Regions from separate parts of the Mus musculus genome. Here all the other regions are linked to region 2. A link is a contact called in public HiCAR-type and promoter capture Hi-C data. All regions are on one chromosome and are shown on one strand. The core of a region is the stretch at or near the end of the contact, and the rest is flanking DNA. Distances in the headings are between cores, read along the strand shown. Region 1 overlaps Snx29 (sorting nexin 29). Region 2 holds the start of Bfar (bifunctional apoptosis regulator). Region 3 holds the start of Txndc11 (thioredoxin domain containing 11).

Evidence for each region. Promoter capture Hi-C pulls out the DNA fragments that hold promoters and counts their contacts. HiCAR-type assays count read pairs that join an accessible place to other places.
Region 1: a contact with region 2 is called in a promoter capture Hi-C map of liver, with 3 times the contacts expected there. The contact joins the enhancer-like site here to the promoter of Bfar in region 2. A contact is called at or near these places in 3 of 39 promoter capture datasets (hippocampal neurons, liver and pre-B cells) and 1 of 115 datasets of contacts at active chromatin or transcription factors (large pre-B cells).
Region 3: a HiCAR-type map of astrocytes shows a contact between it and region 2, with 2.9 times the contacts expected there. The contact joins the promoter of Txndc11 here to the promoter of Bfar in region 2. A contact is called at or near these places in 2 of 39 promoter capture datasets (cranial neural crest and hippocampal neurons), 1 of 484 Hi-C or Micro-C datasets (CD4 T cells), 5 of 115 datasets of contacts at active chromatin or transcription factors (astrocytes, epiblast stem cells, large pre-B cells and 2 more) and 1 of 9 other capture datasets (liver).

What each region holds. Positions count from the first base shown.
Region 1 is chr16:11,629,222-11,631,921 of GRCm38.p6, reverse strand. Snx29 (sorting nexin 29) reads right to left here. Exons shown (of 21, transcript NM_028964.4): 16 at 348-464. Among named protein-coding and RNA genes, the nearest start is that of Gm32100, 47 kb to the right of the region's middle. Within about 2 kb of position 1,296, at least 29 of the 459 cell types and tissues checked have an H3K27ac peak or open chromatin away from gene starts, as enhancers often do.
Region 2 is chr16:13,670,590-13,673,289 of GRCm38.p6, reverse strand. It overlaps Bfar (bifunctional apoptosis regulator), which reads right to left and starts at 1,432. Exons shown (of 8, transcript NM_025976.5): 1 at 1,212-1,432.
Region 3 is chr16:11,133,182-11,135,881 of GRCm38.p6, reverse strand. Txndc11 (thioredoxin domain containing 11) reads left to right here and starts at 1,350. Exons shown (of 12, transcript NM_029582.2): 1 at 1,350-1,614. The coding sequence starts at 1,373.

The sequences.
Region 1 (2,700 bases), core at 47-2,546, 2.0 Mb after region 2:
CCGCATGGGTACAAGAACACAAAGCGAAGCCTGTTTCCTGGCTGCAGAAATCTGTCCACACAGCAGAGCACAGACACACAGTGGAAGGTCTAAGTCAGTTGAGAGCACAGCACTGTGGAAGGAACATGGAATGCGCCTGTATGACAAGCACATACAACTGCATGACTCTCTAATGATACAGTCTGCAGGTGCAACAAGGGTGTGTGCTTGTCTACTTCCTGTACCTTCCTCGGTCACTGACACCGGCAGAAATGAACTAACTCGGGTAGCAGAAGCCTGGTGGAGCCTCAGGGAGAGCAGAGTGAAGTGGCAGGGCTCAGACCTGCTTCCTGGTGGGGAGCACTCACCGGTCCTCGGAGGTCAATCAGCTCCTGCCTCATTTGGGACACCAGGGCTTCCTTGGCCACCAGGGCCCTGTGTAGACGCTCGTTGAACTCAATCAGCTCCCCATGCATCTCAGCCACCTGGAAAGGCAAGCAGGACATCATCAGCCTCAGGAGTGGCCCTGCCCATGCTGAGCCCCTGCTCCTGGCAGTCTCCCTCCTGCCAGAGACCATGGCACTGTGCACCCAGCAGTGGCATGCAACCTTGAGTTGAATGAGTCTGGCAGTTTATGGTTAGACCATTTCAACCCTTAACAACACTTGTCCAAGGGTTGTCTAAGTTATGTTTGTTGATAAAGTTCCTGCTGGGGCTGGGGGTGCATATAGATAAGTGGTAGCGTGACTGCCTGCCATGTACAAGACCCTGAGTTCAATACTTAGCAGTGCAAAAATAAATTAACCAATGGTGATGATGATGTCCCAGCTAGTGGTGCAATGGGAATAAATGCAGCTCCATTCACGAAGTCCCTGGGTTCAAGTGAGAAAACAGAAATGAGCTCCTTCCTAACTGTGGCTGCACACTCCTCAGCGGCGCCACCGCTCGTCACCATTGACTCTGTCTGCAGCACAATAACATCTTTCCCATGTTCTTAGTCAGCTTCTTATGACAGCTTTGAGGGGCAGATGGATTGATCCCACCTTCCACAAGCAGCTCTGAACTCAGGAGCTTCGAGAGCCTGTTCCAGGCCGTGTAATTGGTTCCTGGAGGGAAGATTAGAGCCCTGGCTGGGTGCTCTAAAACTACACCAACCCCACATGCAGCTGGTCAAGCTTGAGCCATAGAAGCTTCCAAACTCAATTATTCAACATATTTGGCTGGTTCCCAAAGAAGCAAAGATAGAAGTGCTATAAAGTCGTTTGTAGCCAATGCAAGGCCACTCAAGTATGCAATTCAGTGAACCATGAGAGGGTGTTCTGAAATGCTGTCCCTGAACGCTTCAGGAAGACCCCTGGGCAAGCAGCCTCACTTGGCCAGACTGCTGCCTCCTAGCAGACTCCTCCCAAACGTGGACTCACACAGCATTTACTACATGTTAGGATATACATAATGATGCCAGGCTATTTGTCACAGGTATTTAACATGATACATAAAATACGCATACTGTTAGAGGAGGAACATAAGGCCTGGGTGCACTGAAGTGAGGACGTGAATCTCACATCAAGGAGGAAAAGGGAGATGCCCTTTTTTATTACAAAGACAAATGTGCAGAAGGAAACACTTCCGCGATGTGCTTTTTAGTATTTAGTTACTCTTTGACATGTCTGTACACAGAGGAGAGAACACATTCTGCTCACCTGATGCTTCCATCTGCTTGCTCTGTGGATCCAATGTCCCCAACATGCCAACCTCACCGCAGATATGACATACAAAGTGCAAATGGCACCAAGGATGCCTTCACACAATGCAGTGAGCAAAGCAGGGGTGAGAAGTCAGCAAGTCTCTCAGCATTTCTCTGCTTATGGAAAGTAATTTCCCCACTTGCCTTATTCTTCACAAAAGCTTAAGCTACTCTCACGTGAAGCACACACAAATCTCCCAATAATGCCTGTAGACTGTCCACATGCACGGAGTCCACAGCTGCTGCACCCCTGCTGATGGACTTGCTAATACGCTCCCATGAACGCAAGCCCCGGACAGGTGTCACTGCCATTTCCTAGGGTGCAGTGGGAGTCAGAGAGCTGCAACAATTTTCCATAAATGCTTCCAACATAAAGTCACACAGGGCTCCAGTATGTTCACTGTGAGCGGACAAACCCTGGCTCCCTTTTGCAGCCACAGCAGTGGTCTGTATCAGGCAAAGCTCGGTCTTCACTGGGGAATGGCAGGGTGAGGAGCCAATGGAAATGAAGAGAGAAAACTTGATTGGAATAATTTCACCATCAAGCTATGCTGTGCATTGTTACAAGGGTAATCTTTGAACATAAGCTTTCTGTCTCACTTGGAATTTTTATAGAGCGTATTCTTACACAAAACCAATCAGATACACAGCTTATACCTTACCTTGGCTACATGAACTTACTGATTCTCAGATAAGTATTTCCAAACTAGAAGCAACTTCTGAGGACTTGGAGAATCTCAGAAAAGGAATGTAAGTCACAAACAGATCCCACGGTCACAGAACTAAAAGTAGCCCATGAAGTCACCATGTCCTGAAAGTGTGGCTAGCAGACAGCACTTTGGTATCTATCACAGCACAATGGAACTACAAGACTGGATTTAGGAGAACAGATGCCCTCCCACCTGCTCCGCTCAGGCTGATAGTCCCACCACATACCCTTACCTGCTATTTGATACCCCCAATGTGTCTACTAGGCC
Region 2 (2,700 bases), core at 183-2,682:
GAAACCCTGTCTCAAAATGCACCCCCCCCAATAAACAAACAAAGAACCAAAACCAAAGTTAAGTCTTCAGAGCGAGGCCAACCTGGGCTCCCAATCTGGTCACCCTTTGTTCTCCTCGAGCTTCATTACTTTCCATTTATCAAGCCATACTAATATTATCGCTAAAGGATTGTGGGATTAGATGTCAAACTTCGACCAGGTAAAAAGTTTGCTGACTGATAATAATAGCATTACTAACTGTCACATTTTACTGAATGCTGTTAACAGTGTGGTTAGCATTTATACTGCCAGAGAGAAAGGGGGAAAAGGGTGTGTGTGTGTGTGTGTGTGTGTGAACAGCCTGGACAGAGTACAGCTTTCCCATCAGGTTTATGGACGATATTCCCTGGCATATACCGTGCACTTTGGTCGGGACACATCCAGGCTGTTTATAAAAGAGCACTGACAAAAGTAAATAAAACTTCATCAGCACGTGCAGTCCGTACCTAAAGGTGAAAGGAAAACTCCTTCGCATTGGCCTCTCCTGGTGTGACGTTGGGGCCACTCCAAGGGCGGGCCAATGGGCTTCCGTGGGGAGGACCCAATGGCTCCCACTTTCTCTTCTCAACCAAAGTTAGGGGTTTGCCCCTTGCCCAGTTAAAGGTCCCCAGTTAGACACAGCGTCTCTCTTCTAAAACACACACACACACACACGCTCTCATCAGCACACGATTTTTGAGTCGTGTGTATGGGAATGAGAAGAGCTAAGTTCTAGGTCAGCCTCGGTGTCACTTTGGAGTCTGATGTTCCGTTATCCTCACTTCCCATTATGAAACCCTCTGCCTTGGGACAGGAAGGTGCCTCGGATTTAGCCGACGTGGCGGGCGCCCATAGCCCGCAAGTAAGTGGAAACAAGACCCATCTCTGTCACCACCCCAGGGTCGAGTGGCTCTGACCCAGACCCCGACGCGGGGGAGGACTAGAGACCTGCAGTGGCGTGGGTCTTCGCCTCGTAAGGGAAGGGGCTACGGTCCGCAGCCCTGCTGGGACGCGTCCAGGCCGGGGTGAGGAGGCCCCAGAGCCTGGACCCACCCCGCCAGCGCAGCTCCGGGAGCGGGTTCAGTCCCCGCCAGCGCAGCTCCGGGAGCGGGTTCAGTTCCGTCTCCCGCGCCGCACTCTCAAGCCAAGCGCCCTGCCGGACCATTACCACCCCACACCGTGCCGAAGCTCACCTCGCCACTAGTCCTGGTACCCACTCTGTCACCGCCACCTGCCAGGACCCCGCGGAAGTAGAGGACAAGGCTTCGCTTCCGGAAATAACCTGGGCCTAGGGGCCGACTACGATCAGCTCCCGCAACCATAGAGGAGAGACCTCTTTATGCTCTCAACCCCGTGCGACCTCCGGCTGCCTAGAGCGGCTGCTCTAGGGGCATGCGGGCGCATGCGCACCAACGCGACCCGCCCCTTCCTTTTCGTCCGAGCCAAGCACAGAAGTCACCGCCCCAGGTCTGGAGGTTCCAGCTGGATTGCGTTCCCGTATTTAGCTAGCTTTATTCAGCCATCAAAGTCTCCCACAGTGCCCGAATGCATCGTAATAGATCTTAACTTCACATTTATGAAGAAAACCACAGAAGCAGTCCTTAAAGTTTTATTTATAGAGTCGGAATTTGGGGTAAAATGGCGTTATCACATTTACTCCGCAGCTACCCACCTTGATCTAGATCTGTTGAGAACTCAATGGTACTATGTTTTCAATCTATGACGTTGTGAGACCATGCTTGGCAGGATGATCTTTGTGAGTTCGAAGCCAGTCTAGTCTACGGAGTGAATTCCAAGACAGTCAAAGCTACATAGTGAAACTTAACCAAAGAAAGAAAAAGTTCCTGTTTCTCAGTTCTGATTTAATAAACTGTTTGCAACCCCATTCACATGTACGTGCCCTCGTTCCTTCCCTTTCATTGTATCTTTATAAAAACGTGTTAATAGCCAACTCGGGTTTTGTTTGTTTGTTTGTTTGTTTGTTTGTTTTCGAGACAGGGTTTCTCTGTATAGCCCTGGCTGTCCTGGAACTCACTTTGTAGACCAGGCTGGCCTCAAACTCAGAAATCCACTTGCCTCTGCCTCCCAAGTGCTGGGATTAAAGGCATGCGCCACCAGACCCGGCAATAGCCAACTCTTTAAACAACTCTTTAAACTCTTATCTCCTATAAGCCAGCAGAGGCTGCTCTCTCAAAACCCGATTTAGGAGGAGACAGTCAGTTAGCCTAGGTGTACCCCCCAAATACAGCTTGCTTTAATTGGACAATCATTGATTTGATCTTTCAAAATTTTAACATCTCTACGTTGTTGGAGATGGGGCTGGGAATGAAGCTCAGTTGGTACACTGCTTGACTAACATACCAAGCTGTGCTGAGTTCGATCCCAGTAGCATATAAACGAACTGGGCTCGGTGGCACACCTGTAATCCCCAAACGAGGCAAGGAGTAGGCAAGAGGATTCGAAGTTGAAGGCTGTCAGGCATGGTAGCGCTTTAACCCCAGAATTCAGGAAGCAGAGGCAGGATCTCTGTGAGTTCGAAGCCAGCCTGGCCTACAAAGTGAGTCCTCTTAAGACTGCCAGGGCACTGTTGTACAGAGAAGCTCTGTCTTGAAAAAGAAAAAAAAGTTTAAGACTATGGAGACTTAGCTATGGAATGAGTTTGAGATCAGCCACCTCTAAAGG
Region 3 (2,700 bases), core at 101-2,600, 2.5 Mb after region 2:
GGAAACATTTGATCTAGATTATTTTGCCCTCCCTACCAACTTTACAAAAAGATTTTATTTTTAATTATATGTGTGTGTACCTTGGAGGACATCAGATTACCTGAAGTATGAGGTAGTTCACTACCTGTAATTTAGAACCAAACTTGGGTTTTCTGCAACAGCAGTATTCTTACTACTGAGCCTTGTCTCCAGCCCCAACCAAAACTTTATTTTGAAATAGGGCCTTGCTAAATTTCATAGTCTGGCCTTGAAAACTCTATGCAGTCCTGGTACAAGTGGTCCTCTGGTTTTCTCGAGTGGTTGGGACCACAGTTGTGTGCCACTAAGCCTGGTTTAAAAAATTATACACAACTCATATAAACCTAATTTTGGGAGGAAAAATGAAGATAATTCACCCTGTATCTTAGGCTGGCCTTGCATTCTTATTGCTTGGAGGCGTGAGGCAGACAATGTCCTGACTCCAATACTTTCCAAACTTTAATCACGTCTGCTATGTTTCTGTGGATTTGCCCATCAAGCATGGGTCATAGAAATGGGATTACACAATATACATCCATCCTTTTACTTAGAGCTGGGTTCTTTTGTTGAATGTAATTACCACTTATCAGTACTTGTCTCAAGGTTTCTACTGTTGTAATAAACACATGAACAAAAGCTACTTGGGGAGGGAAGGGTTTGTTTTGGTTACACTTTACCATCATTGAAGGAAGTCAAGGTAGAATCCTGCAAGCAGAAACTGAAGCAGAAGGCATGCAGCGTTATTACTACCCCATTACAGAGCAGCCCGGTCTCCGTTTTATTACTGTGTCCTCCAGTCCTTCTCGCCTCTGCACGAGGCCTCCCCGCCCCACTTTCTGAAAAGCAGAGATAACAAACTGCACCCATGTCCTGAAGGGTCTGTCAACAGTGTTGACGCACTAGCGACAATCTGAGCCCTAACAGTACCCGGAAGGGCCGACCAACGGAAGGACTCGCTAAGGAGACACCACCAACTAGCTTCCGGACGCGAGGATGTAGCGTCAGCGCAGTGAATGAAGGACAAGGTCTAGCTTGAGTGACTGCAAGCCTGCGCAGAGTCGCTACAAGAGAGGCGGGACCGGTGGAAGGCTGACGCGGCCGCGAGTGCTGCGAGCACCCGCGCAGACTCCATGGGCTCGAGGGCGTGGCCCCCAAAGGGCGTGGCTTCGCGGGAAGCCGGCATTCGCGCAGGCTCCGAGTCGGAGGGCGGGGCATCTCTGAAGTGTGGCTGACGTGGAGAGTCCGGGTTAGTGAGCGCCGCTGGCTGCGAGGTCCGGGAGTGACGTGCGGGGCCGGGTCCCCGGGCCCGAGGTGGCGGCAGCGACGGTATAAAGCCGGCCACGGGGAGCATGTAATGTCGGAATGCGGAGGCCGCGGCGGCGGCGGCGGGAACAACAGCGAGGACGCCGAGGACGAGGGTGGCGGCCCCAAGGGCTCAGGCTCCCTCAGCCCTGCCGGGGCGGCGGCGTCCTTGGAGGGCCGGATCCGCCGCGGCTTGCGCGGCGCCTCGCTTATGGCGCGCCAGCGGCCAGAGCTGCTGTGCGGGGCCGTGGCTCTCGGCTGCGCCCTGCTCTTCGCCCTCAAGTTCACTTGCAGGTGAGGCTGCCGGGACTCAGGCTCCGCGGCCAGAGCTATGCCACCCCGGCTGCGCGGGGCCAGCTCGGGGCCTCCGGGGTCGAGGGTTGTTTGTCTTCCTCGGGGAAGTCGAGCCTGACCTTGCCTGCGACCACAGGCTTGACCTTCCCGGCGGCCGCGGTCCCCCACTCTCCTAGTTCGGCGTGGAGGCGTTTCCAGGGTGCTGCTCTATATCAATTATGTACCGAGGGCGTTTGGCCCTGTTTCTGAGCTGCTTCTCACCTGTTGGGGTCTCTCGGGGTGCACATGTCAATTCTTGCTCAGGCTATAATGCTCAGTTTTAATTCATTCCATTTTCCTTAATGCTTGCAGTGTGATGATTCACAAGCCATTTAGGGGTCTTAGTCGCTTTTGGGAATCCAGGCAAGCCTTTGATATACTGACAGTGCACGTTTGTACTGAGCACCCGTTAATGCTGAAGACAAAAATCCCCGTTCCCTGGAGTTCTCATTGAAGTGATGATATACAATAAACAAACACTTCAGAGACCTTAATAAGTGCTATGCAGGGAATAGAAGGATGAGGTTGGGTAGGGCAGAAAGGGCCTTCATAGGAAAATGGCATTAGCCACTTACACAAGGAAAGGAAGGGGCAGAGGTGGAAGAGCTGGGGTAAGAGCTATTACAAAACAGTTAAGTGCAAAGATCTGGAGTCTGAGCAAGCTTGGTCTTTTTGTGAAACTTGGAAAAGGCCTGAGTAGGCTGGAGTTTAGGAAGAATGGAAGCTAATGTGCATCTTTTCAGAAAATTGTGTAGATAGATACAAAGTTTATATTTCAATTATACTCCTTGCCTCAGATCATCAGTATATCATTTGACATTGCAGTTTATAAAATCTGTTATCACTTGACATATCCTCTTGGCACTTCTGTCCAGAGGGAGATTTATGTGGGCACAGATTGAGTGTAATGAACACAATATGAGATCCCTGAGGTCAAGATGGGCCAAAAATTAGGAGTTTTAGGGGGAAGAGACTCGTTTTTTTAGTGTTTGCAATGTGTTAGGTGCTATGCTAAAGTGTTTAAAGCCAACTAAAAGTGTTTGTCAC